7 separate regions of the Sus scrofa genome follow, and regions 1, 2, 4, 5, 6 and 7 are each linked to region 3. Evidence: chromatin contacts called from public Hi-C and targeted proximity ligation data. All regions are on one chromosome and are shown on one strand. The core of a region is the stretch at or near the end of the contact, and the rest is flanking DNA. Distances in the headings are between cores, read along the strand shown. Region 1 overlaps PLB1 (phospholipase B1, membrane-associated). Region 2 has its middle 38 kb from the start of FOSL2. Region 3 has its middle 36 kb from the start of SUPT7L. Region 4 holds the start of PLB1 (phospholipase B1, membrane-associated). Region 5 overlaps FOSL2 (FOS like 2, AP-1 transcription factor subunit). Region 6 has its middle 47 kb from the start of PLB1. Region 7 overlaps BABAM2 (BRCA1-A complex subunit BRE).

Region 1 (3,776 bases), core at 780-3,279, 830 kb before region 3:
GGAACCAAAACCTAGGAATCCCTTGGAACTACATGGTAAAGTGAGGTTTGTGATGATTCTGGAAGAAACATAGGACTGAGCATCAGAAAGGATCATTCTGTTCACTTTTCCTAGATGGATGTGGCATGCCTTGGTCTGCTGGCCTGGCAGCAAATCCCAAGAGGCATGCAGGGCTCCGGAATTGTGGAGAGGCCTGGAGCTGTAGGACCTGGAGAGCTGGACCCTGCTTGCTGGAACCCTCCACCACGACCCTGTTGTCCCGTCACTCACTCACAGTTTTCCCCAGGTGGGTCGTGCAGCCCTGCTGCATGGCTGCTGGGACCACTATCCCAACCCAATGTGTCTGCATGATTTTCAGCTCCTTGGAACTGTCCCATTCAACATGGCACTGAGCCTCCCAGCTGCCCCGTGGGAGAGGGTCAGCCCCAGTTCTTAGAGGCCAAGGCTTAGAGAGGCCAGGGGAGAAGCCAGGGCTCAGGCGCAGACCACCCCCAAGCCCCGCCCCCAAGACTGGCGCTCTTCCCAGTAGCCAGGAAGGATGCCAAGTATGCAGCCTGAAAAGCAAGTTGGAGGCAGAGGAGGAGAAGAGGGCAGGAAAGGCAGAGCACTGCCAGAGTGATAAGACCTGGGACTCAGACAGAGTCTGCTCACGGCCGCTGCCTTAGGTGAACATGAGGTTTATAGAGGAGGCAAAGTCAACTGCTCAAAGCATGTACCTGGCATCAGAATCAACTGTGACTAGTTCCTGGAGGTCCAGGGAGGGGTGGGCTAGCAGGTTTATGTGTCCCACAAGAAGGGACAACCCCAAGAGAGCCCACCCCATCCAGTCTTTGACTTTAGACCCTTGCCCTAGGCCAACCCCCCAACCTTCAACCATACACCCCAGTCTAGGTCAACCTAGAGGTTCCCAGAGGATGTGTGTGGTTCACCACCACCCCCGCGCCCCCGCCCCAGGGCCCCCCACTCACTCTGCTCGGGATCCTGCCACAGCCTGGTTTAGAAAGGCCCCAGGGCTGTTTTCTCTTCCTGTCCCAACAGAGAAGCCTTTCAGGGAAGGGTTGAATTCCCGGAGGATGTCTGGAAATGGAAGAGATAAGTGTAGTCACTGCCCCAAAGCCATCTCCACATTCCTTTGATAAGCACCAGGGGGGGCTGGGGACAAAGCAGGGGCCCCACCCCACAGCTCTCAGGCTTACTGTTCACTTGGCAGTGAAACAAACCATCCAGCAGGCTGGTGCTGAACCACGGGGGCAGCACACACAGGTGCTGTGAAGTAGGGTTGAATCAATGCCAGGCTGGCTCAGGTGCTGCTCTCAGGCACTTTGCTTTCTTCTCTAAATATGCAATTGCTTCATTCGCATGTCATAAAATTCGCCAGTTTAGAGTACAACCTGATGGCTTTTAGTTCATTCATACAGTTGGGCAACTGTCCCCCCAAAAAACTTCAGAACATTTTCATCACCCCCAACGGAGCCCTGTATCCATGAGCTGTCTCCCCCCATTTCTCCCAGCTCCATGGCAACCTCTAAGTTACTCTCCGTCTCTACAGGTTGGCTTCTAAATCTGGACGTTCGTATAAAGGGAATCGTACAATACACGATGTCTTTTGTTTCCGGCTGCTTTCTCTTGGCAAGTTTTTTATCAATGGTCATCCGTGTTATAGTATGAATTGGTACTTCATTCCTTTTTAGTGGCAAATAATAAAGATCCCATGTGCGACTATATCACGTTTTCGGATTTTAACCTAACTTGGCATTCCTGGGATAAATTCCACTTGGTCATGGGGTATGATCGGTTTTATACTTGCTAGATTTGGTTTGCTGGTATTTGGTTGAGAACGCCTCCATCTATATTCAAAGGGGATACTGATCTGTAGTTTTCTTTCCTTGCCGCGTCTTTGTCTTATTTTGGCCTTAGGGCCTAATTGACAATAATACTGGCCTCATTGACTCAACTGGGAAGTAGTCCCTCCTCCTCTATTTTTGAGAGGAATTTGTGAAGAATTGGTATTATCTCTTCTTTAAATGTTTGAGGGAAGTCACCAGTGAAACCAGAACAGCCTGGCTTTTTTTTTTTTTTTTTTTTTCTTTCAGATGGGAAGTCTTTCAATGATGGATCTCTCAGCTTCTAAATCTATTCAGATGTTCTATTTCTTCTGGACTCAGTTCTCGGTAGTTTGTGTCTGTCTAGGAATTTGTCCATTTCATCTAAATTGTCTAACAGATTGGCATACCATTGCTACCGTTGTTCAAAGTGTCATCTCCTAGTCCTTTTTATTTGTGGACTAGTGTCTCCTCTTTCATTTCTGATGGTTAGGCGCTCTCCCCTCCCCCGTCCACCTTGGTCAGTCTAACTGCTTGCCAATTTTGTGCATCTTTTCAATCTCATGCATTCTAATGCCTTTACGACACTGGATCTACACTTGACTTTTCACTTTCCCATCTTCCCCAACTTGGCTGAGAAATCCTGACAGCAGGATCTGTTTACACCATTGCATATGCTCAATAAATTCTTATGGACGTGTTAAGAATAACTCCAAGTTCGGAAAAGCTGGGGGGGGATTGTTAAAAGTCATATGGTTACTGAGAATAGAATCCCAAGCTAGAATCTCAGTCTCTCGGCTCCAGTACATGGTACTTCCCCCTGGCCCAAAAGCTACTAGGATGTGGGCTAGACACTGGATGGGTATCAGTCAAGACTTTCAGGCACCACACCATCCAGCAGAGTGCTCTTGATCAACAAGCACTGCCATGGGGTCTACACAGCACAGATGGATTGAACTCATTCCTTGTGGCTTTGGGGGCGTTGTACCAATGGATGGCAATGCCTCTGATCTCTTGAACAGAAGGAAGAGCTGTGAGATCACTAGAGCTCTCTGAAGTTGGAAGAGATTGTCCTAGACTCCCCGTTACTGGAGGAACCCAGCAGAGGCCAGTTAGGTACTTAGCAGGAATATCACAGAAAGACACTACCCATCGGACAGGGCAAGGACTTGCTGGTGCGCCGTTACCGCTGCCAGAAACATGCCTCTCTCTCTTTCTTCACCTGATGAATTCCAGTTCTTAAAGTCCCTTTTTAAAAGGCAGTGTTAACAGCCTTCTTATTTTCTTTCCCCTAAACTTTGGAGGTGGCTACAATTATTGGTACACGTGTCTGTCTTTAGGGAGACATGGCCCTAAAGAGCTTCAGGGATGTCGTCTGGCCAGGCATCATTCTCCTGTTTCCCAAGCACCCAGCACTGGAGTACTTGCTGGATTCAGCTGAGGAGGGAGCTGAACTGAGGTTCTGGTCTGACCCTATGTTCTCCTAAGTTTTCCAGCATATTTCCATGTGCTTATTTCCCCATGGATGACCCCGTCCCTACAATCAGTCTGTCTTTACAATGCTAGCAAGGGAGTCTGAACAGGCAACGGTTCTGTCCTTGGGCTAAGTGTGTTGGGGGATATTGTCTCAATCTTGTAGAAATCCCTTCAGTGAAAAGTCTTATACGCTTTTTTTTTTTTTTTTTTTTTTTTTTTTTTGCTTTTTAGGGCTGTACCCTTGGCATATAGAGGTTCCCAGGCTAGGGGTCGAATCGGTGCTACAGCTGTCAGCCTACACCACAGCCACAGCAATGCAGGCTCTGAGCCACATCTGCGACCTACACCACAGCTCATGGCAATGCCAGGTCCTTAACCCACTGAGCGAGGCCAGGGATGGAACCCGCATCCTCATGGATCCTCATCGGGTTCGTTAACTACTGAGCCACGACGGGAACTCCCAGTGAAAGGTCTTGA
Region 2 (3,714 bases), core at 1,030-3,529, 610 kb before region 3:
TCCTCAGAAGATGCTTAGACCTCAGGCTGGGGCTGGCGGCGGCCAGAGCAACCCAGGGTCATCCCAGGTCAGACCTGCCCCTGGCCAGGGAGCGTGATGGCCCTTCTGTCTCCCCCCAGGAGGTGGCAGGGGGAGCGGGGCATGACCTTCTCTTCATCCAAATTCTTTTTTTTTTGTCTTTTGTCTTTTTTTTAGGGCCACACCTATGGCATATGGAGGTTCCCAGACTAGGGGTCTCATTGGAGCTACAGCTGCCTGTCTACACCAGAGCCACAGCACCGCGGGATCCGAGCTGTGTCTGCAACCTGAACCACAGCTCATGGCAACGCCGGATCCTTAACCCACTGGGTGAGGCCAGGGATCGAACCCGCCACCTCATGGTTCCTAGTTGGATTCATTTCGGCTGCACTACAATGGGAACTCCCTTCCTCCAAATTTTTACTGGGCCTTCCCCCGTACCAGTCGCGCTCACTCCACTGGGTGCTGCCAGGGGGTGTAGGAAGGCGAGAGAATACAGAGACAAAAGACCTGGTTCTCATCCTCGGAGGACCAACACCCTTTTCAAGGATGATGACAAGGACGAGGGCCAGCAACGCCACAGTGTTCGTCATTGCCTTATTTAGCGAGCATGGCTGTGCACCTAGCCCCAGACCAGGCATGTCACACACGTATTTAATCCCCTTAAAAAAAAACAAAAACAAACAAAAAAACAAACAAAAAAAAAACCACCTGTGAAGTAGTCATTATTCCCTTTTTACAGATGAGGCAACTGAGCTCTGGTCTCTCACTCAAGGTCACCCAGGGAGGAACCGGCGGAACAAGGATTTGACTCTGGGATGGTTAGACTCTAGAACCCGGGTCCTCGTCCCAGCGCTCCAAGAACTCTGACCTGAGGCAGGACCCACGTTCCAGAAAGATGTATACTGAGCGTGCAGAGTGGTGGGGGGTAGGGGGAGAGCCAGGGCCCCATGAAGGGGCCACGTGAGGCAAAGGGCCCCCTCCAGAGGGCACCAGCCTGAGTCAAGGTTCCTGGTGTATGAGTGAGGGCAGCACATGGTTCCATCAGGACAGCGCCTTGGGCCTGGGAAGGGGGTGCCTTTGGAAAGAGAGATCAAGGCCTGAGTGGGCAAAGCAGGTGCTGGGGGATGGCCCCGACCCTGGTCTCAGAAGATTGCATCCTCAGGGTCAATGGCCAGTCCCGGCGGGGGCGTCTCCGGTGCTGGGCCACCCTTTCCTGCTCTGTGTCAACCTCCCGCCTCACTCCCTGTGGCCAGGATGTCCTCCCAGGTCAGCTGCAGGGCCTAAGCCATCCCGAGAGGAAAGCCTGGCAGCTCGCAGATGGGTGGGTGTGTGGGCTGAGCTGGAGATCTGGACCACAATCCGAGCTGATAGAGCCCACGTGGGTGGTCTCTGGGAGAGCCTGGGAGGAAACCAGGCCGGGCGCCTCCGTCCTTAGCCTGGGCTCCCAGAGCCCAGTTGGAACAGGCGCATCCGTGCTGCAGCTTGGCTGGCTGCAGGGCCTCCAGATGCTTCAGATACCAGAGTCACCACTGGTCATCAGGAGTTGCTCCCAAGCGGCCACAGCGCCTGCACCCCTCCCCGCTGACTCTGCCTGCAGTCCTGGTGGGGTGCGGGTGGGAGAACTTTCCTGAACTCAGGGGCTGTGGGGGGTGGGGTCCATCCCAGAGCCAGGGCCCTGGGCAGCTCCTCTCTGCCCCCTGCCCTCGGCCACCCTCTTCTCTCATCATTCCGCCCTCCCTCCCTCCATCACTGGGAGTCTTGGTCCTTGGGGCCCTGGAGCAGGCAGAACCCTGAGCTGGTCTGCTGGACCCAAGGGTGACTGGGAGGTGGGGGAGGGGCAGAGCCAAGGGCAGTGAGCCCTGAGCAAAGGCGCTGGGATGGCGTCTGAGCCCAGCTCCCCCTGGCTCACGCTGCTGGCAGGAGGCCCAGGCTCAGAGCCGGCCCCACAGGCTGATGCGTGACTGAGAAACGGCCTCCTGGGCCCTGTTCTGGGTGGGAGGGGCCTGGGAAAGTCAAGTTGCTGGGCCTTCCCGGCCCTGTAAGGCCAGCCCAGGCTGTGTGTGGCAGCTCGGGAAGCACAGAAAAGCTGTTTTCTTCATTAAGCATCTGGGTGGGGACTGAAGGAATCAGCAGGAAAGCTTTTCCAATCATCCAGACTTGGTTAGGCAGCCGGGCCCCCGAGGGGGAGCAGGTTTGCCTCCTTTGGTCCTTAGAAGGCTGCTCACTCTCTCCCTCCTGCCGTGGTAATTAGTCGGGGCCTCTCTGGAGGGTGAGTGGCATTTTTCCATACTGTCCTGCAGTCCAGCTGTGGCCTCTGGCTCTGGAACCCAGGAGGGGCAAAGTCCCCAGGCTGAAATTGCTCCTCTCACAGTGGGCTGGGTGAGGCCCACCTAGAGGCCAAGCCTGAGTGACACAGGGGCCAGAGATGTGGCTACCACAGGCCCTCAGGCAGTGGTAATGTACAATGGCTGCTGTGGCCACAATGACCTCTGCAGGTGGCCAGGACAGTGAGGGGCAGCTGTCAATGACCAGCCCTTGATGTCTCTGGAAGCCATCAGCCCCCCATCTCTGGGTACCACTCCCTGCTTTAATTTTGGAGGTAGGATAAGAAGGGCCAGTGACTGGCTGGATGAGGGGATTAGAGAGAGTGGGGGGTGTCTCCTGGGCAACGTGGGGAGCCATCCTCTGAGCCAGAGGCCCAAGGCCCCTCCGGGCCTGTGCTCTCACCTCCTACCTGCAGAGGCTCCCACGTCCCCTCCACTTCCAAGGTGGGATGAGTGAGGTCACGTCTGCCTGGCTCTAATCAGTCTGTGGGGTCAGTGCTCTAGAAACTCACACCTTCCTCTCTCTACTGACACCTTGAATCATGAAAACGTCCAAATATGCGCAAGAGGAAAAAGGATCCCCAGTGAGCCCACCCCTCGGCCTCAGCATCGCTAACAATTTTCTAAACTCTTTCACTTTCCCACTTTAAAAAAACTACTTGAAAACCATCCTAGACATCATGCGAGTATACCCATAAAGGTTTCAGGTTTTATCTCCAACAGACTGAGCTTGTTTGTTTGATGTAGTCCCAATCCTACGTCTTAGCCATTGTTGATAAAGTTAACGATGCTTTCTTTTTAAAATATTTTTTTAAATTACAGTTGGTTTGCACTGTTCTGTCAATTTCTGCTGTACAGCAAAATGACCCAGTTATACATATATCTACATTCTTTTTCTCACATTATCCTCCGTCATGTTCCATTGCAAGTGATGGATATAGTTCCCTGTGCTATGCAGCAGGATCTCATTGCTTATCTACTCCAAATGCAATAGTTTGCATCTATTAACCCTAAACTCCCAGTCCATCCCACTCCGTCCCCCTGCCCCCTTGGCAACCACCGGTCTGCACCCCATGTCCATGAGTTTATGTCTTTTCTGTAGATGGGTTCATCTGTGCCATATTTTATTTTATTTTAATTTTTTATATATTTTTTATTTTTATTTTTTGGTCTTTTTAGGGCCTCACCATGGCATATGGAGGTTCCCAGGCTAGGGGTCTAATCAGAGCTACAGCTGCTGGCCTACGCCAGAGCCACAGCAATGCCAGATCCAAGCCATGTCTGCCACCTACACCACGGCTCATGGCAATGCTGGAGCCTTAACCCACTGAGCGAGGCCAGGGTTTGAACCCGCAACCTCATGGTTCCT
Region 3 (4,122 bases), core at 967-3,466:
CAGTGTGAAAACACAGCACAGGCCAAAATATTCGCGTATTCTACAAGGATGAGCTGCTACGCGTCCAGAGGTGGAAAACGCAAACAGAATTCTTGCCCTCAGGTAGGCTGATACTCAGATCAGAAAGGTGGAAGATAACTGACTAAATGAAGGGCAGAACATAATTCCAAGCTGTTATAGATTCTAGGAGGGTGACAGAGTGTGGCCGGAGAGCCGGCGAGGGATGGGCAAGCCTACCACTCACAGGGTGGTCAGGGAAAGCCAGACTGAGGAAATGCCATCCAAGCTGAGCTTGAAACACAAGAAGGCAGGAGGAATTGGCGGTGTAGGTGGTGGGAACAGCAGGAGCAAAGGTCCTGAGGTGGCTGAGAACTTGGCATATACAAGAAATGTGACCTTCTCTCCTCAGCTAGAGCATTTACAGCTCCTAGTGCGTTCCTTGAGGGAAGAGCCGCACAGCACCCCGCACAGACTGGGCACTGGTCCGATGAATGAATAAGCAAACAGGTGTCCTTTGGTTTCAGTATTTGCCTCTACATCTCCCCTCTCCCCGCCCTTAGCTGCACTGTGGAGTGAAAAGGAAGGAGGCTGCTCAACTGGAGGCTCTGGAGTTTTCCTCTCTGTGGGCAAATTGCTTAGATCACAGAGCCACAAGGACCCCAAAGTCCCACACTCCCACCTGTCACAGTCAAAGGAAGAGCCTCGGGACAGACTTGCCAGAACCCATGGACCTGGTTGGATGGGGGCCCACGTCTAGTGCTTTCCTAGCCCTGAAGCCTGCCTTGTTTATTTGTTCAACAGGTTTGTTCAGCCATGGCACAGCCTGTTCTGACTCTGGAACATTTACAAGATGAGCCAAAAAATCACAAAAAAATGGTTTGCTCTCGGAGCTAAAGGGCGGGGCAGCCAGGGTGGGAGACTAACTTTTTGGCTTGTCCTTTGCGATCTTTTTCCCTCCTGCCCTCAGGAACCAAAGGGACTTTAATGGGGTTTCCTGCCTCAGTCTTTCCAGAACCAGCATGTGACCAGACTAGAACATTCACCTGTAAGACTCCTGGTTCTCAGCTGCACCCTCATCAGCTCTGTTCCAAACCCCAGCTTCCACCCTCTGAGTTCAAGCCACAGCCTGATCCACCTGACCAGCCCGGGTATGGAGGCACTGGGCCCAGCACCTGGATCCTTCTGCCCCCTCTGCCTGCAGTAATCTTTCTCCCTGATTGTGAGCTCCTGTTTGTCCTTCAAAACCCAGGTGTCATGTCACCACCTCTATCTAAAACCTTGAATGGACTCCCCAGGGAGTCTGCCGGCTACTTTTTAAAAATTTAAAGAGCCCAACCAGGATAATCAGGATAGCTACAATGCTAAATTTTGTTGCTTTTGTCAGACTGGATACTAGCTCAGTATAGCCCTGTTAGTTATTGTTGAGCAGAAGTACTTATCTGCAGTTACATAAATATCTGGCTACAAAAAACTTGGAAAGGACCCCCGTAAAAATGCAATTTGTCTGGCTGACAACATAATTTATTTACACCTTAATTATTCATTAATTAAGGATGGCAGAAGGGCTGGGGTAAGGATGACAAAAGGAATCCCAGTGGTAAAAAGGTGACTCTGAGATCCTACATAGCCTTTGGGTGCAGGTGCTGGCTGTCTCATTTCCCCAAAAGGCTTAGTACACAGTAGGTGCTCAGAAAGTCCTCATTGAATATTGTGTGTGAAGATGTAGGAGTATGTGAGGATGATGACACTGGGGTCGCTGAAGCTACTGTCCACCCCAGTTGGCTGTCCCATAGGCACTAGATTCGGAACAACTCAAAGCTGTCCTCCCTGGGCTCTTTATCCTCAACCGGGAGACATGCCAGTGCCTTGCACGCACCCAAGTAGCACTAAGGCTGGTCAGGACTTGGGGACAGGGCTGTGTATTCCGGAGCCCCTCCAGGGAGCAGGGGTAACAGCCTGGATTCCAACACCCACGGCAGCCCCCCTGCCCCTTTGCTCCAGGCAGCTCCGCAAGAAGCCTCGTCTGGCCAGCTGTGGGAGGTGCCATTCTCTTTCATTGCCAAGATTAGCTCAGACCTTAAAAATCACAGCCTGGCGCCTGCTCTTCTCATGACAAGGGAAAGAGTAGATGTCAGAAGCCTCCTTAGGTATCTGGAAGAGAACAGCTCCCTCCGCTCCCTCCCTTCCTTGTATGAGGTCATTGAACCAGGATGACAAAGCAAACAGTGATGTGTTGGGACTTGTTCCCGGACTCATTCCAGGGTTTCTCCAGCCCCTCCCTCCTCCTCCTCCTCCTCGCAGAATGGCAGACCCAGGTGTGGACAACAAACTGAACTGGATTTGGTCCTGGGGATCTGGGAGACAGACCCTAGTTGGGAGGCATCCTCTGTGATGGTGAAGAGGTCCCGAAAGACCCTGGTGGAAGTGGGAATGGGAGTATTAGCTCCAGTGGACACCTGCACAGTCCTCCAGGCTTCCGTGTGCTTTCATGTATTCTCACATGTGTTAAGGGGGGCAAGAATTCTTTTCTGACTTTACAGATGCGAAAACTGAGACTTGTGTATAGTCAGCAACTTAATCAGGGTTACATGGCTTGGGTGACAGAGCCAGACTTCAGATTAGTTTTGTGACTCTAGTTACAACACCTTCCCACCTCACCACAGTTCCTTCAACTTCACTCATTGGTACACCTCCTTTACACTTGGTACCGTGTTGCAGGCCACCGTGCATTATTGGCTTCATGTTCTTCTTCAAATAAACTCACTTTAAAAATTGACCTCAGGGGGGAAAAAAAAAAAAAGAAAAAGAAAAAAGAAAGGAGCTCCCTGGTGCTCAGTGGGTTAAGGATCTGGCATTGTCACTGCTGCGGCTCTGGTATAGCTGTGGCGCAGGTTTGATCCCTGGCTCTGAAGCGGAACTTCCACATGCCAAAAGTGTGGCAAAAAAAAAAAAAAAAAAATTTTTTTCACCACATTCTACACCATACATATACATGTGTGTACGTAAGTATATATTCCTATACGTAACTGCTAAAATTAGATATTTTTTCATTCTCCTCCCCTAAAGGCAATTCCCATAAGGCTGCGCAATTTGAGAAACTGCCCAAATGTCCCCCGCCCTCGCGGCATTGCTAACGATAGATCTTTATAGGCTGGTAGCCAAGTGGCTGCCCTTGTTGAAATGCTCTGCCAGTAGGATCACTCAGGGCTGCCACTGTCATTGTTAGGGCTGTGCCTCCAAATCACAGAATTACTGAATCAGGAGGGATAAGAGAGAGATCATGGAATCCAACTCCTAAAGGGCAGAACCTTATACAGCACACCCACTCAGAGCCCTCAAGATTAAGGGAGCACCATTCCAAGACAAAAAGAGGAACCAGATGTAGTCTTTGCTCCAGAAACTCGCAAAGCTTACAAACATAAACTACTGAAAACTAGAAGGAATAAGCAGAGGATCTGGAATCGTGGTTCCACCATGAACTTGGCATGCCTTTGAGCAAGTCTCTTCCGGTTTCTGAGCCTCAGTTTCCTTAAACAGAGGTGATAGTGTCTCCTCTTTTTACCTTTTAAGTCTGATAAATAAAAATTCAGAGTTTGGAAATGAGTGATATATCAAAATATCAATCAAATTAGATACAATTTTTGTCAATTGTTCCTCAATAAAGACAGCGCGGGGGGGGGAGACAAGTGTGAAAAATTCTCTGTAAGACAGTGTGTAAGTAATAGATAGGCAATGCCTAAACTCCTCCATAAAATATTTGCATTATAACTAGAGAAAGACTTTCTCCAGGTGGAACTAAGCACCAGAAACAGGCTGAGAAGACACTGGTGACCTGACCCAGCTTGCTGCCCCAAACCCTTTCAGAATCCTGATTTTGAGAGAGTTCAGGATCTGATTGTTACTCTTGCTTTGCTTTGAAACGCTCGTCTACTGGCTTTGAGCCCCACCTGCAAATTGCTGCATAGTGATGGGTCTTTACTGCCCTCTTGTGGTCACTTCTTGCCACAGTTGCACTGACTTTTGAAGCGGTGTGCGTGACAGCCAGAGGAAACCAGAGCCAAGCCTCACGATCAAGATTTTCCAGAGCCAGCAGAGGACTTAAAGCCCAAATTAAAACCATCT
Region 4 (4,250 bases), core at 496-2,995, 750 kb before region 3:
CCTATGCCAAAGGAGAGGCCCAAGAAAATGGCAAAAAGACAAAACAAGGAAAACCGAGTCCCTGGCTCCTGGGTGAGCTCTGCCAGTGTGGTGGAAGCGTGTGCCAGTAGCCCCTCATTTAGGACAAGTACCCAGTGGTGCTGATTTTACGAAGACTCAGAGCTAGAAGAGGAAAGGTATGCGTTAGGGCTGTGGGAGGGGTGGAACCAGGAGTGTCTATTAGAATACTCAGCACGGATGCCTGTGAGCCCTGAGAGTGGTTTCAGCTTTTCTGAAGCACCTGCTGGCCTTCATCATGATGGCCTCGTATCACCCACTCCCGCATGGACATGGTCCCATGTTCCTGGTGGCCTCCGGAGGGAGAGGTTGGGCCTTTCCCTTCCTGCCATCTCGGCAGGCAACCCCAGAACCCCTCCCCGCCAGAGCACCTAGCTCAGTGTTCCGCAATACGAATCCCTAACAAATCTTCATTCGTTGGGTGAATATTCTCCAAGGGCAAAGAGAATAACCAAGCCTGCTTTCTCCAAGATCCTTCCCAGCCACAGGACCAAAAGGAGGCTTAAATCAGGCATTGTCCAACTGGAACATTATCCAGACACTAGTGTTCCTGTGTATACAAAACACAAAACCTATGTATACACACACACACACACACATACATGCAAAACACTGTCCAATGCAAGTAACTGAGCAGATTTAGCTTCCTTCGGGGTGGAGGATTTTCTTATAATCAATATACTAAAGATAAGAAGATTTTAATTAAGGAGTGAGAAAGTTGACAAAATGCAGAAGGGACCAGCGATGTATGGCTAGGGGAAAAAAATACAATTTTCAAATAGCACAACCTTATTAATGATTTAAAAAAAAAAAAAGGGTGAATCCCAGGAGAACATACACTCCATGAAACCTGGCCTCCTTGTTCTCTGCTATGTCCCCGGCAGCTGGCAGGTCACCTGTTGTAGCAAGCATTCATTAAAGATTGGATGAGTAAATAAATGAATGAAAGAAGGTTGCTCAGGTACTAAGGGTAGAACCTGGCATGCCTGCCCTCTGCACCTCAGCCCCGGAATGGCCAAGATCAAGTCAGAGAGGCTCGGCATAGCAGATACCAACAGAAAGCCCAGGGCTCACGTCTCCCTTCTAAGAAGGAGACAGGTTGGCCAGCATGGCCGGTAGGCACTGAACACAGGAGAAGCTGTGTGCCGGCTCTTCCAGAGCTGAGATCCCACAAGGAAGGGCTTGGGGGGGGTCCCCTGGGGGAGACTGGGTGTGAGACACCCACTGGGAAGAGGCAACCCAAGCGGACTATGCTACGTGGCCAAGCTTTCCCTTATTCGATTCCTTTCGCCTCCTGTGAGAGCTATGATCTGCTCTTCAGATCAAAGGGAATAACCCAAGCCTCCTGGTCTTTCCTGGGGATCTCACATGCTTCCGACCTTGCTGGGAGGCTCCTGGCTCCCACGGCCCTAACCATCCTGGCCTGACCCCACACGCCTCCCTGGCCTGTGTTCAGAGCAGCCCACTTGCCAAAAAAGGCTTCTCCTGGACCAGGGGTGCTGGGAAGGAAGAGAGGCTCTCTACCACCAGCCAGGGGAGCTTACCAGCTGGTGCTGTCCCTCCATCCACACGGCAATCCAGAATGGGGCCTCTGGGCCTTTGGCTGGGGGGCAGAGGATGGCTGTGGCCTGGCGTCACCGGCTTGCTGTGGGGCTGGGCTGTCAGCCATGCCCACACACACTGTACGTGGTGTTAATAGCTCAGGAATGATGATGATGGTGCACAAATGTGTTTGCTTGGCTGGCTCCCTGTTTACCTTTGATGGGCACCACCTGGGGAGAAGGCTGTGCGGTGGGCGGGGAGCACGGGGGTGGCAGTTGACTGGCCTTCTGTCCCAGGTGCTGATGCAGATGGGCTTGCCAGACCAGGCGGGGCCTGGCAGGCAGATCTGCGCTGAGTTCCAGCCGTCAGGACAGCCAGGTTGGGCTCGGGCACAGCCCTGAGGAGTTTTGTCACCCCAGGTTCTGTTTTCCAGGGAGCACCTGTGTGCCTCTCCAAGGCACTGCTGGTCAGCCTGCCGTTCTTCTTTCCTTGATTCTGGAAGGACCTTGTTAATAAGTAGAGGGTGATAACCAATTATACCCCAGAAGAGAAAACCTGAGGAAAAGGATTTTCCAGTTCCTAATTACCTCCATTCTAATCGCTGCACTTTTTCCATTCTGAAACATTTCTGATTCTAGTAAGCCACAGAAATGTTTAGAAACTTGCCCCCAATCACATAGAGAGCATGTGGTGAGGCCAGAATTTTCTTGGCTGTACCCAAAACATGCAAAAGTTCCCAGGCCAGTGATCAAAACTGTACCACAGCAGCAGCCTGAGCTGCACCAATGACAATGACGGGTCCTTAACCCACTGAGCCACCAGGGAACTCTGAGGCCAGATTTTTAACACTGGTTTTTCTGCTCCAAAGGCCGACCCTCTTAACCCAAGACACAGCACTTCCTTATTTTGTTCATCTGGGTTTGTTCCCTGATTGACCCTTGGAGGCCTCTTAGGGGAAACAGGTGCGACCAGGAGCACCCAGGGCTGTGGGCCTTAATCACAGGCTCTCCAGAGAGCAGCGGGAATCTCAGTGTGGTCTCTGTGGTCCACGGGGACTGGATGCCTCCTCCTATACCCCACTCACTTTCTTTGCTCCAGGAGCCACCTGGAGCCATTTCCCTATTGGTCCTCTCTGTTGACATTGAGGTCCATGTCTTCTTGATCAGAGTGAGGCACCAAGCTCTCAAACTTCAGCCTCTCTTCCCTGGATCCCTGTACCAATCCCTGGCTCATCCCTGGGGTGGGGTGACCTTTTAAAACCCCTTCTACTCACTGGTCTTCCCCACCTTCATTGTGGCCTCTGCTCCCACTAATCTACCAGAAACGCCCAAGATCAACAGTCTGTTCAATTCAGTGGACAGTGAGGTCTTCAGACCCCCTCCTATTGACATCTCAGCAGCATTTCACGGCTGGGTAGCTGCCTCTTCTCAGAAAATGCTACCTTGGGCCCCCATGCTTCTAGCTCTCTGGTTTCTTCTCTCCAACCTCTTCCTTTTCAGCCTCCTTTGCCCTCTTGCCCTCTGCTGCTAGAGCTGCTCAGGCCTCTGGCCTGGACTCGTCTCCCAGGGTGATCTCACCCCCCACCCCATGGCTTTATTTCAAATCCATGCGTCAATAATTCCTACTGTTCAATTTCCAGCCAGCCCTCTCTTCTAATCTTCAAACCCCATAAACCCATTGATTCATTGATTTGGCATTTCCTCTTTGATGTTTCATTGGCACCTCAAACTCAGGAGTTAAGAAATAAACCTATGATCTCCTCCCACTCATTTGCAGTCCTACAGGAAGTAACAAGAATGGTTGTAGATGGACCCAAGAATGATCCTGAAATCTTCTCCTCCTCAGTCCGAACAGGTCATTCATTTCTGAGTCCCATCAATTCTATACCCTAAACCTCTTCCTGAGTCCACTCGCCACTCTCCATCTTTACTGCCCCAACCTGGGCCCACATCACCATCTCTGCTCCCCTGGCTGACTGTAATAGCTATTCCCCTATCTACTCTTGCCTGTTGCAATCTATTTTTTTTTTTTTCACACAGCAGCCTAAACATCTTTTCAGAGTGCAAACCTGATGTCATACCCTCATATAAAATCCTTTGCCAGCTTCCCACTGCTCTTTGGACAAAGTCCAGCCATCTTGGCATGGTTCATAAGGCCCTGCATGTCCTCCTCTCCAGCCACAAGCCCCACCCCCACTTTTCTTAGATCCTAGGCTCACTATGCTCCACGTCCTTGAGGATTTCATCCTTTTTGCCACCTCACTTAACACATGCTGTTCCCTCTGCCTGGAACTCTCAGACCACACCGATCCCCTTCCCAGCTCTTGGTCCCATTAACTCTCCTTCCAGGCTCAGTGTAAATATTTCTTCATAAAATGCCCAGCCAATGACAGATCCTGTCTATGGTTCCCTGGTCTTTCTTCTCCTCCAACACACACACTTGGGATTGCTTGTTCAAAGTCTAGTCTGTCTTCTCTTTCTTTCTCTTTTTTTTTTCCTAGGGCCACCCAACCCACAGCCTATGGAAGTTCCCAGGCTAGAGGTCAAATCTGAGATACACCACGGCCACAGTAATGCCAGATCCAAGCAGCGTCTGCGACCTACACCACAGCTCACAGCAACACCGGATCCTTAACCCCCTGAGCAAGGCCA
Region 5 (3,790 bases), core at 220-2,719, 670 kb before region 3:
CCAGCGATGCTAATGGGCTTGATCACGGAGCGCTGGCCCTTGTCCAGCCCCGCGGACGAGGATGAGGGGCTGTCCTCTTCCAGGGGCTCCTGCTTCACCACCACGGCGCCCACGCCTCCGCTGCCCCCACTGCGCAGGGGCTGCAGCCCAGAGGCCGGTGGGGACCGACGCTCCTCAGGGCTGATCTTGCACACAGGCCCGTGGGCCACCAGCATGAACTCCAGCTTCTCCTTCTCCTTCTGCAGCTCGGCAATCTCCTTCTGCAGCCCCGACTTCTCTTCCTCCAGCTCCTCTGTCTCCTGCAGGGGAAGAGGGGTGGGTGAGGGACAGCAGGGGGTGGGCTGGGGGGTGTCAAACCCAGGTGAAAAGGGTAAAACCGACCAGAACCTCAGAGGACCCGCTCACAGCCCACTGCTTCGGAGTCACCTGCAGCTTCAAGGTTCCTTTACTTGCCAAAGGAGTAACAGTTTGAGAAAAAAAAGGAAAGTCAGCTTAGAGGAAGGGTGAATTAGCCATTGTAGCTGCCATGACCGGGCACTTCCTCTGTGCCAGGCACTGTGTGAAGCATTTCACAGGCATTCTCTCATTCAATGTAGCAGTTTTTTGAAGCAGGTGTTATCAGCAACCCATTCTGCAGATCAGGAAACTGAGTTTCCAAGAGGTTTAATCATTTGCCCAATGTCACAGAGCAAGCAAGTAGGGTTGCCCAGATCTGACCCCAGTGTGGCTGACTCCAGAGTCGACATGCCACTACACTTTCTGCCTTGGTGGCAGGACTGCCCCCTGGGACCCCAGAGGGGTGAGTAATAGTGAGATCTGAGGGGAAGGCATGCAGCTGCCCCACCCCCTTCTTGTAGCTCACTCTGGACACAGAGACACTAAGCTCTAAGCCACGTGGCCGTGGAGGTTTCTGCCTGCGCACATGAGCCCCGGACAGCGCCTGGCTTGTAGGAAGTGCTCACTTCATCCCCTTTGGATCATATTCTAGCTCCTCTTCCCTTTTTGGCTCCCAGTAAAAAGCATATGTTTCAGGACTCACAGAACCCTGGGCAAACATCCAGTTCAGCCCCTGCGCTTGAACAGAGGAGACCCCGGACAGCCTGAGCAGGCCTGTGAGGATGGCAGGGACCCACTGCAAGGACCGCAGCCCCTCCTGTCACACAAAGCCAGAGAAGCAGCAAATGCACGTGGAGGCGGTAGTGACGGAAGACGAAAAGGCATGTGTGTCACACCAGCCTCTTCGCCACCTTTCCCTAACACAGATTCCTCTTTGAGAACCAGGCAGCATGATGGGCCAGAGCTTCGCTACGCAGAGCACAGCATATTCCGGAGTTAAAAAAAAAAAGTTTCCATCTATCGCAAGGGTCTGATGAACGTCATGAGCTTATGAGAGGTTTCCTGTAGAGGATGTGGCTCACGGGCCTGGTGGCTGGGTCGTGGGGAGGCGGGGGAGTGAGGGTGTGAGGCTCTCGGGGGAGAGAGGAAAGGAAAGCATAGGGGCCTCGGAGGGCAGACTCTTCTGGGGCTGGTGGGAGGAGGGCCCAGGTAGACCCAGGGCGCATGGTCCCTGAAAGGTCAGTGACAGGGTGGGCTCCGGAGGGGGTCTCCTCGTGGAGTGCTGGTCACTAAGGGATCCACCTCACCTGGCATCAGAGAATCCCCCCCCCAACCATCCTCCCGATTCTATAAACACCTCCAGGGCACATGACTACAGGTGCCATGGAATTCACGCAGCGCAGGTTCAAGACCCAAGAGCAGGGGCTCTGCGGTGGACACAGCGGAGCAGAGGCAGGTGGATGGTACCTGGGAGGAGTAAATGAAGTAATGGGACATGCCAGGTAATGGGGAGCTCCAGAGCACCGGCCTGGCTGGTCACGGTAAGGACCACCGACAGAGTCTCTCGCTTCTCCTTTTGAAAATGGTTCCACCCCGGGGAGAGCCAGTCCTGGCTTTGGACTTCCTCCCCATGGCCCACGGCCCATCCCGTAGAGCTGGGCTCTGGAGGGAGGTTATGAGACGCTGATCGGGTCAAGCATTTGCGAGGGACACGCAGGGCCACGGGCCCCCAGGTGTGGGCAATTAGGCAGCCGGGGAGAAAGAATGACTCACAAAGGCAGAATGAGGTACCAAAGTGACAGCTTCAGGCTCACAACAGAGGCGGGGAACCCTCCTGCCCACAAAGGAGATGAGAAAACCCCGAGAGAGTACAGCTCAGCTGCACGTGACCCATTCCCATGAGACCCAGAGAGCGTCAAGACCGCTGCAGAGGTGAAGGACCCCAGACAGCAGGTGTCTCTGCTGCCCAGACAAGATGCTAAAGCTAGGCTGGACCGCTCCTGCTGCAGCGGGCATGGGGGGCAGCTGGAATCTGGGCAAGGTGCCCTGGAGGGGGCAGGTCTGGGCCTGCCCGGGCTCCCAGGGCCCAGTAAGACTGGCAGCCTCTGCCATCCCTCACCCAGGAGTCCCAGCAGGTCTTGGGCGCTGAGGGAGAAAGGGGCTGAGGCTGGTACTCAAGGCCACACCCCCGACACCCCTTTAATCAGGGCAGGGCTGACCCGTGTGCTCAAAGGAAGGAATGGGTCTGTGTGCATGGACTCATACGTAGGTCACCAGGGCAAGGAACGGGAAGGGCCAGGAGCCCCGGGGTCCCTGCTCGGTGGCCACCCCGAGCAGAGCGCCTCACCGCCTGCAGCTTCTCCGTCAGCTCCCGGCGACGGTTCCGGCACTTGGCTGCGGCCAACTTGTTCCTCTCCCTCCGGATTCGACGCTTCTCCTCCTCTTCAGGGGACAGCTAGAGGTCAAGGGCAAGGATCGCGGTCAGGCTTGAGTAAATGGCTCACCAGCTTTTTGGCTTTTACCCGCATTTTAAGGAGGGGAAGAAGCCCTTCCAGGACGGGGCGGGGGCAGGGAGGCAGGAGGAGCGTGGCTCAGAGGTCCCAGGACACGCAGCTCACTGCTGGTTTGCGACAACACTTGGAGCTGGACCCCCTGGAAGGGGGTGTCATGGGTTCGAAGGGAGAGCAGGACGGCCGCGGGTCAGGGACTCACCAGCCCAGGTATGACAGCAGCATTTATCATGTCAGCCCTGACTCAGTGCCAAGGCCTGAAAGAATGAGCTGGGACGGCTTCCCCAGAGAGCCCCCTCGTGCCAGCCAGGCCTGGCCCCACCCAGCTAAGCAGCTTCCTCCAAACTCTGCCTAATTACTCCTCCCCAGTACTCTGCCTGCTCTGCAAGCCTCATTATCCCCATTTGATTAAGTAGCTGGGCCCAGAGGAAGAACCACCCAGAGGGGTATGTTCGGTCGCCAGAGGGAGGGCCGAGGATGCCACCACACCCCGAGCTTCCTCTGCCAGCTGCTCACAGCTCAACCCCGATGACTTGCCAGTGTGCCTGGCACGGTGCAGGCTGTCAGGACCAGCAAAAGGAAGGGGAGCCCGCAGGTGGGTTACACCCTGCTGCCCACCCCCATCCACTGGTTCAACCAACGAACGAGCACCTTCTCTATGTGCCAGGCAGCGTTTGAGGGGTTAAACTATCAGCGAGCCAAACGAACAAAATCCCCTCGCAGGGCTTACGATCTAGCTCCTTACAACAAGGCTGGGTAGGGGCCCCCACAGCTCACTTCAGGAGAGGGCAGCAGCGCTGCCCACTAATGGAGCCCTTCCAGGGAGGGGCTGCCAGCCCCCCAGAGGTGATGGGGAGACAGTGGGCTGAGGCAGAAAGCACTTCAAAAGGAAAGACCACCCCGTCTGGTATCAGACACTGATGCACACCTACTGTGTGCCTAGC
Region 6 (4,181 bases), core at 1,552-4,051, 710 kb before region 3:
GGCTTACGTGCCAGTAAGAAAACACACATAGATGACTGGAGAAGTGGGGGCTGGAGCGGTGTGGCCAGGTCAGGCCCCTTTGCCCCTTAGGAACCCACTCAGAAGCATCCTTTATCCATCCTTCTTCCATTGACTTACTCTCACTTATTTACAAACTGACTTTTTGAGGTCAGTTCATACCATACATTTCCCAGCAGATACATGAGGTCATTGCCCTCTTATTCCTTCTTTTTCTCCAGCCTCAAAACCTGCCTGCTAGTCAAGCATTTGTGGTATTCTTTTTTTAAAAGGCTGCACCAGTGTCATACAGAAGTTTCCAGACTAGGGGTCGAATTGGAGCTGCAGCTGCCAGCCTGCACCACAGCCACAGCCACAGCCACACAGGATCTGAGCCACATCTGCAACCTACACCACGACTCATGGGGACGCCAGATCCTTAACCCATCGAGCGAGGTCAGGGATCGAATCTGTATCCTCTTGGATACTCATTGGGTCCTTAACCTGCTGAGTGAGCCACAACAGGAATTCCAATAGTCTTGTTTTAAGAATCACAAATATCCCATCTGCTCTTTCACGATCCTATAAACATCAATTTTCCAGGAGCAGGGGTCTAATCTATTTTTTCATCCTCACGGACAGGAATACAACTGCAAGATGGCAGTGACCTAGAGGCATGCTCTGAATGACCAGCTCCTCATAACTTAATGCCGGAAACAGCTCTGTGACATTTAATGAAGCTGGGGGGAGTCTTAGGGAAAAGGAGAGAAAACAAGAGGAAAGGGGCAGGGGAGTCCTGGGATCGGCAGAGGTTTGTGGCTGGAGCGTGTTACCTCTGGGTTCCTGCCTGATCCTCTGAGTTGGGGTGAGGGAAGCAGCCAGGCGGGGAGTGTGTGGGTGAGGGGGGTGCCCCTCGCCACCCACGGCACACCCAGGATGCCTGGGACGTGGAGGTTTTCAGGGGCCCAAACTCACCGGGTTCCCACACCCCATCCTCGGTCAGGGTCTCGCCACACGCCCTCCTCCTTCCCCCACCCACGTCCTCCCAGGTTCCCACCCCGTGACTCAAGAGCCCCGGGGTCCCACGTGTGCTGAAGGGTCTCTGTGCCTGGACCACTCTAGGTGTCCCGAGTTCTCACTGGGCATCATCTCGTGTAACTGGGTGAAAATCATGACAATACCGGCCCGGCCCGGCCCCGATCCTGGCCCCGGGGGAGCATTGCCTTATTTAGCGGTGCCACCCCCAGAAGAGGAAGGAAAGGAAGGAGGAGGAGGGGGATGAAAAGCAGATAGGACCAAAAGAAGAAGAAAGAAGAAGGCATGGGTGATTCTGAGAATTAAGGGTAACTAGTGACGTCATCACGGGGAGTGTTTCACCAGGTCAGTGGGTGGGGGCAAGGCTTGATGACTCACTCTTGAGACGGGCCCCCCCTCCCAGAGAAGTCATTCATTTACTAAGTCATTAAGTCTTTCAGCACACGTGTATTGGGCTGATGTGTGTCTCAGACACTGGACTAGGCACCAGGGAGGCAGAACTGAGAAGACACTGGGAGCTGGTAGCAGGTGGCCTGGAAGGGAAGGAGTTCTAGGGCAGAGCCTAGGTGTGTGGTGGGGGGTGAGAGGGGGAGGCAGGGGAGATGTGACCAGAGAGAGGCCAGGGGGCACAGCACTGTTCAGAGGGAGTGGCAGGAGAGATGCCCCCCCCCGCCCCGCGGGGCGGGGGGAGAGCGGGGTGGGGTGGCCTGAGATAAGGGGTGTGGGAGGAGTGGGCTGGAGCCAGACGGAGGGAGGGGCAGGGAGTTTCAGGCAGAGGAAGGAGCATTGTGCTGGAAGGCACGGAGGTTGCGAGGTTGCGGGGTGGGTTGGGGGGGGCGGTTTGGGGAACTGTGAGTAGTTCCTGAGAGCGTGCAGGGGGAGGTGGCGAGAAATGAGATTGATGAGCTAAGGGCAGCTGATTCTGAAGGTGCTGCGATGCTCCTTTCAGGCAGTGAGGCCCCCCGGCAGGTGCAAATGGAGGAGCAAGGTCAGATCTCCCCCTTGGGAGAGGAGATAGACCCTTTGTCTGGAGCAGGCAAGTGACCCTGTGAGATGGTGACTGGCTAACTCAGGAGAGAGGCTGGCCCCAGAATGGAGCTCTTACGGGGGGGTCTGGCCTGCGCTGGGGTTTTCGTCATGCATCACCCCAAGCCGCCCTCCAGGGATCATTGGAGGTAGACCGGATTTCCATGGGGAGCAGGTGAAAAGGCTGAGACGTGTTCAGCCCTGGACCTTGCCCGTGCCCCTCAGCCAGCAAGTGGCAGAGCCCAATCAGAAGCCAGACCATCTGAGCTCTTAGGCGCTTCCAGACCCGGCCACCATGAGGCCTCCCCAGGACCTCCTGCTTGAACTCATTTCCCATGATTTTCTTACAGCTCCACCCCAGCCACGACCAGTTTCCTGGGATGCCCTTAAAAACAGCCAGGCTTCGAAGTGCTGTGCACCACCCCGCCTCCACCTTCTCAAACCCATGCCCAGTCCTATTCCATCACAAGACCAGGAGCCTCGGTCCCCCCCGCCCCCGCCAAGCCAGGGGCTGGGGGCTCCTAGCTGTGTGGACCCCCATACTCTCTCCCTGTCCCAGTCCTCCGCATCTCCTGGAAGCTACTGTGACTCCCTCCTGTGGGCACTGGAGCCAAGTCATCCTCCAGGCCACAGCCCGCCAGGATGACGAGGGCTCCCAGGAGGGACCCTCACCCCAGAAGTCCCTTTTTCAAACAGGAGACTGGGATGAGAGCCACGAGGATGGCCTGGCATGACAACAGCAGTATCGGGCCTCGTCCAGGTTCCTGGTGGCTCCTGTGCTGCGCAGGAGGAAGGAAAGACCTTCTCCACCTGGCTTAGGGAGCCAACACGGCCGAGATTTCCTGGCGATAAATTCCCAAACATATTTTTGTTTCTCCCTCTAACATTTAACCTTGGGTATATTTCAAGGGAAACGCTACTCTGTCTGCTTCTGATTCATACCCACTGAGCTCATCAAAACCAGAATTATTTGGTAATCGCTGTTGGGTTTACTGGATGCCCTCTGGGATCTGTAAAAAAAATCTCTGTTCCTCAGAAACAGGAAGTTTCAACAGGAGGACAGAGGCTTGGTTGCAAAAATCAAAATTTGAATTCTCCCTGCGTATTGGAGAGGCATTTCCTTCCTCCCGCCCGTCAACAAACATGGAGTGCGCGTCTCCTGTGTGCAGGGGCTAAGAACACAGGACTTTTTAAAGGGCCTCGGAACTCATTTGCTAACAAAGTGATTTAAGTAAAAATTTGTTTTCTCACAGTTCTGGAGGCAGAAAGTCCAAGATCAAGGGGTCTGCAGGGCTGGTTTCTTCTGAAGCCCCTCTCTTGGGCTGGCAGGTGGCAGCTTCTCCCTGTGTCTTCACATAGTCAGCCCCCTGTGTGTGTCAGTGTCCTGATCTCCTCTTCTTATCAGGACACCAGGCACACCGGATCAGGGCCCACCTGTGTGATCTCATTTTAACTCAGTTACCTCTGTAAAGACCCCATCTGCCCATACAATCGCATGAGGACTTCAACCCGTGAGTGTGGGGGGAGCACAATTCAGCTGATAAGAGGCTCTGTTCTCATGAAGTCATTCACCCCTGACAATGGCTTTCTCTTTGATTTCCATCTGAGATTAGCCCCTGAGATGATTTAGGACACACATCCTGTGCTGTGAGACGGAGGCCGGTCGATGCCATGCATTCGGTACGGAGCTGTCAGATCTGGATTCAAAGTTTGCCTCCTTCACTTCCTCGCTGGGCGAGGTAGCCCAAGTTACATCAGCTCTGAAGCTTGCGTTTCTCACGGTTGTCATGGAGATCATGCTACCCTTCTCACGGGGAGCTTTCGAGAAGATTCGAAAAGATGCAACACGTAAAACACACCACAGTGTCCGGGAACGTCGCAGACGCTCACAAAGTGGGACTTCCTTTGCCAGGTGTATTTCCTGCAGGGGTTCCTCTTCCAAGAAGTGAGGAAGCGTTCTAGCCATTGTCTCGGGAGGAATGTGCCAGCAAGCGTCAGAAACTCTGGCTCAGGGTTAAGATGCTCGATTCCGCAGCCAGTCCAGCTGAAAGGCCTGACTGCTGTCCTTGGCCCCTCAGGCTTGAGCCAGAAGGACCCTTCCTTCGTCACCTCTCACAGTCTGG
Region 7 (3,909 bases), core at 858-3,357, 590 kb before region 3:
TTTGAGTGTGGGTCTCTGTCACTGCCCCACCCTTCATCTGCCCACACTCAAAAGCCTGGCACGCCATGATTTTCACGATTAACACGTTCCCTAGGTTACAGTTTTGGGATCGTGCCTGCCCTCCTTTGAGAAGCTAAAGGTTCTCTCCAGAAAAACTGCAAGTAGGTCTCCTCGCTGCGATGTTACCTGTGTCGGCAGGGGTGTCATAAGCCCCCCGAAGCCCGCGCGAGGTCCGGGGTGCCAGTCCCACTGCCACTCCCCCCAATCTGGCCACTGGCGCCTCCTCACCTGGGCCATTTCGGTCATGCTCAGGCCAAATGCCCTCGGCCTCCGCAAGTCCTCCCGGTCACCAGAAGGTTCTCTCCCTGCCTGCAGACGCCGTCTGTGCTTCTCCCGGGCCACATGTCATGTGTACACATGGCTCGGGAGCCAGGCTGCACTGCCAGCCCTGGAAGGCGGGGACCCCCAGGCCTGCCTCTACAGAGCACCCAGCGAGGACTCTGTGGCTGTAAGGACGGTAACTGCTGACGGCCACCCATTTGCAAGGGCAAGTAAAGCGTGTCCCTTACACGCGGTTCAGGAGGTGAGAGAGAGCACCTCCAGAAAGCTGGCGGATGCGACGTTCAGGTTCCAAAGAAGAAAACTGTAAAACTATAGTCCATTTGCAAACTTTAACCTGTGCCAACAGTTGGCGAGAAGGACAACGCGCCCCCTCCCACCCAGGTCCTGATCAGGACGGTCCTGAGTCAGTCAAATCCCTACCTCTTCTGGGACTTCGGACGGCAAAGCGCACAGTCCGACTGTGCTCCTGGGAGGCGGGCACTGTGATGAGGCAGGTGGAGCCGCAGGCCTAGAGCGAGAGCAGCCTGGGCTCTGTTTCCTCCGGGAGGAGGGGGGGACCAGCCCGCCTGGATGGGACAACGTGTGGGCACGAATTTTGTCAACCGGCCAGCTGCTGCCGTTCATTCCTTCCCCGAGTTTCACCTGCCCGTGTTTGCTGAGGGGAGCCTGGTGGCCCTTCTTCAGAGGGTCCGGTGTGGACAGGTGGCAGCCAACCTCCACTGCATGTGCTTGGCTGCCTGAAGTACACCTCGGAGTGTGACCCACCCCAGCACCACAGGGCGGGGTGGCGCCCCGTCCCAAGTCACAGGTGAGGACACCACAGGCAGAGGCTGTGGGCTCTGAGACAGGTGCCTGAGGAGTGAAGGGTGCTGGCTGCTGCTGAAACTGGCCCCGGGCCCCGGGGTCCTGTCTCCCCACTCTCGCTCCTGGGGTCACCCTGGGCCAATCAGATGAAGCAAATCTCACCAGCTCAAGTTTTTCTCGGAAACTTCTGGGGGAAGGGGCTGCAGCAGCGCAAGCTCCTTCGACCGAAAGGTCTTGGCAAGAGGGAGCAAGCTTTACGGCAAGCTCTTTCCTTCTTCAGAAAGTTCAAAAGTTTCCTGTTCTGTCCTGGGCTTTCCCTGCCAGGGCGAACTGCGTGATGCCGGGGGGGAAGCAGTGTGGAGAAGGGCTATTAAAAGGCATGGTGCTACCAGCTGTTGTCAGCGAGCGCTTCTCAACGCGGATCCTCACGACGTCAGCTCGGGGAGCAGAGGGGGAGGGGAAAATGGCAACTGGCTCCCATCCACGTATAGATTTTTTTTTTTTTAAAGCACCGTTTTCATTTATTTCAGTTGTTATCAGAGAGAGTGGAGCGCTGCCCGGAGCCTATCGCTTGCCAATGGCACTAGCTGTCTGTCACCTTTTATAAAACCCTTTGACCCCCAAGACCAAGTGTGTGGTAAGCTTGCAAAGTGTCAGTGCGTTACAGGGGGTGGGGGGAAGGTTTTCTCACGTCCCCTGTCCCCGTTCACTGGCCAAAGGCACCCGTGGCGAGAGAGGCCTTGAGTCCATCAAGCGCCTCGTTCTGCTCGCACTGGAAGGGAAATTATTTTCAGACCAAATTGGAGCTAAATGGGACTTAGGACAACATAAGCTTCTGACCCTCTTCACGGATCTCAGCCCCTTGCTCTGGGTGTTCGAAAAACACAACTCTGTCCAATCCCAGAGTCTCAGGTCAGCCAAATTAAACTTAAAGAGCTGAGCCCAGGCCGAGGCCAGGTAGGTTTTCCATGAATTGGCTCCTGGCCTGAGCACACAGGCGCAGCGGGGGGTGGAGCAGGCTAACCCTGAGATCAGGAATTAGGGCGCCGGCGGGGGGGCAGAGGGGCTCGGCGGGACTACCTTTCCAGGCCTTGGGTCTCGGGGTAAATCGCTTCTCTTTTCTGGGCACCTACAAAGCAGGGAGCTGTGCCCGATGACCTCCGAGCCCTGCAGGCTAGGGGCTGTGAAGGACGGGGAGTGTGCGGTGCAGGCCTGGAGTGGCCACACCTGGGCTCAAGGCCTGGCCCTGCTCCTTCCTGGTTGCCAGGCATCACCTGGGCAAGTGACTCACCTCTGCAGCTTGAAGTTCTTGGGCTGAGAAAGGGGAGTGATCATGCTACCTTCAAGCGTAATCACTGCTACCCAAGCCTGGTGCCTGGCTTACTAGGTGATCAACAGAGGTCCACTGTTACCATGGCGACCCAGCTGGGTCTGAGGGGGAGAGGCCGAGTCTGTGGGAACAGCCAGAGCACATGTGGCTGCAGAAGAGAAACCCCCCGTGTGGACGGAGAGGCCCTGAGGTCCTTGCTCCGGGTTCATCCTTCCCCCGGGGCCTTCTTAGATCGCTTTTCATTTATCATGTTGAGCTGACAGGTGGAGGCACAGAGATGATCCATTTCAGCACTGGACACCCAACCACCGTCATCGGGACACTGTGTGTCTCCTGAAATGCAGCCCCGAGCTGCTGGACGCATACTCGTGGGGTCTAAGGCTGAGCCCTGCAGTGGGAGGCACCTATGCCCCTGGGTGGCTTCTGCAGAGCTGCTGCCCTGCATGTAGCTCTGGTCAAAGGGTGGGTCAGGGGGAGGTCACTTAGGCAGAGGGATATTTGAGAATCACATGGCACTGGCTGCCCCAGATGGGGGTATCGAAGTTGGCCCAGTCCTCAAATGGACCTTTTACTGTCCAAGAGAACATGTATCCTAAGGCAGGGGGCGGGGGAGGGGGCGCAGTGGGGCAAGTAGAAAGAGCACTGAACCATGAGCAGAAGACACAGGTCCCAGTCCAGGCCCTGGCTCGTTTCCTCACCTGGAGCCGGGCCTGGGTTTCCTTCCCTGTAACCAGAAGACGCATATACCTGGTGATCTCTAAGTGCCACTAGTTAACGGTTCTAAGACAGCCAAGTGACCTTGGCCAAGCCACTTAACCTTTTAGTGTCTTGCCTCATCTGTTGAATTAGGCACCAGCCAAGCCCAGGCCCCGACGAGCCATAGGTGGTGAGCGGTGGTGGAGGCAGGAGTCGTCATTATCTGGGATGCGCTTTCACGCACGCGGCAGAGTCCCGAGCAGGTGTTCAGCAGGTGTTCAGAGGCACCGGCAGTTCAGGAGGCGGAAAGAGGGCCTGTTCCTCTTGGTCGCGCCTCTTCCTCCCATCAAGAGGAGGACCAGAGGCGGGGAGCCCTCACGAAGATGCCAGGGGAAGTAATGCCTGGAAAAGTCAATCGCCCACCCACCGAAGGGAAGGGGCTGAGGGGGCTACAGGGTGCGGTGACAGGGAGCCTTCGGGGAGACCCTCGGACGCCTCAGTTAGGAGCCTCTGTTCAACAAGCCTCCTCTAAAGGGTTTTTCCCCACCGGGACCACAGCGCTTGATTTAGTCAATGGACCTTTTCAAAAGAACAAAAGCCCATCTTGACACGTAAACATCTGAATCGGTCCAGCTTTAAGGAAAGGAAAACCAAAACAGAGAATAAAAAAGTCCCTCGAGGTTGGAGCCTCCGGGGAGAGGAAGGAAGTGCCTAAAGCAGATAAAACACAGCACAGG

The links. A called contact is a pair of places that touch in the nucleus more often than the background predicts.
Region 1: a contact with region 3 is called in a Hi-C map of retroperitoneal adipose tissue, with 2.1 times the contacts expected there. A contact is called at or near these places in 9 of 47 Hi-C or Micro-C datasets (alveolar macrophages, embryonic fibroblasts, heart right ventricle and 5 more) and 1 of 2 datasets of targeted methods (skeletal muscle).
Region 2: a contact with region 3 is called in a Hi-C map of embryonic fibroblasts, with 2.8 times the contacts expected there. A contact is called at or near these places in 2 of 47 Hi-C or Micro-C datasets (embryonic fibroblasts and fibroblasts) and 2 of 2 datasets of targeted methods (alveolar macrophages and skeletal muscle).
Region 4: a contact with region 3 is called in a Hi-C map of embryonic fibroblasts, with 1.7 times the contacts expected there. A contact is called at or near these places in 5 of 47 Hi-C or Micro-C datasets (embryonic fibroblasts, fibroblasts, liver and 2 more) and 1 of 2 datasets of targeted methods (skeletal muscle).
Region 5: a contact with region 3 is called in a targeted proximity ligation map of alveolar macrophages. A contact is called at or near these places in 13 of 47 Hi-C or Micro-C datasets (embryonic fibroblasts, fetal liver, liver and 6 more) and 2 of 2 datasets of targeted methods (alveolar macrophages and skeletal muscle).
Region 6: a Hi-C map of embryonic fibroblasts shows a contact between it and region 3, with 2.8 times the contacts expected there. A contact is called at or near these places in 1 of 5 promoter capture datasets (liver), 29 of 47 Hi-C or Micro-C datasets (adipose tissue, alveolar macrophages, blood and 17 more) and 2 of 2 datasets of targeted methods (alveolar macrophages and skeletal muscle).
Region 7: a contact with region 3 is called in a Hi-C map of liver, with 6 times the contacts expected there. A contact is called at or near these places in 3 of 47 Hi-C or Micro-C datasets (all in liver) and 2 of 2 datasets of targeted methods (alveolar macrophages and skeletal muscle).

The regions. Positions count from the first base shown.
Region 1 is chr3:110,666,867-110,670,642 of Sscrofa11.1, forward strand. It overlaps PLB1 (phospholipase B1, membrane-associated), which reads right to left. Exons shown (of 59, transcript XM_021087673.1): 22 at 969-1,077. Among named protein-coding and RNA genes, the nearest start is that of PLB1, 72 kb to the right of the region's middle.
Region 2 is chr3:110,879,107-110,882,820 of Sscrofa11.1, forward strand. No RefSeq gene overlaps it. Among named protein-coding and RNA genes, the nearest start is that of FOSL2, 38 kb to the left of the region's middle.
Region 3 is chr3:111,493,740-111,497,861 of Sscrofa11.1, forward strand. No RefSeq gene overlaps it. Among named protein-coding and RNA genes, the nearest start is that of SUPT7L, 36 kb to the right of the region's middle.
Region 4 is chr3:110,739,490-110,743,739 of Sscrofa11.1, forward strand. It overlaps PLB1 (phospholipase B1, membrane-associated), which reads right to left and starts at 1,746. Exons shown (of 59, transcript XM_021087673.1): 1 at 1,602-1,746.
Region 5 is chr3:110,825,157-110,828,946 of Sscrofa11.1, forward strand. FOSL2 (FOS like 2, AP-1 transcription factor subunit) reads right to left here. Exons shown (of 4, transcript NM_001315740.1): 3 at 2,684-2,791; 4 at 1-299. Among named protein-coding and RNA genes, the nearest start is that of FOSL2, 16 kb to the right of the region's middle.
Region 6 is chr3:110,786,595-110,790,775 of Sscrofa11.1, forward strand. No RefSeq gene overlaps it. Among named protein-coding and RNA genes, the nearest start is that of PLB1, 47 kb to the left of the region's middle.
Region 7 is chr3:110,899,979-110,903,887 of Sscrofa11.1, forward strand. The region is part of intron 11 of BABAM2 (BRCA1-A complex subunit BRE); the gene reads right to left. Among named protein-coding and RNA genes, the nearest start is that of FOSL2, 59 kb to the left of the region's middle.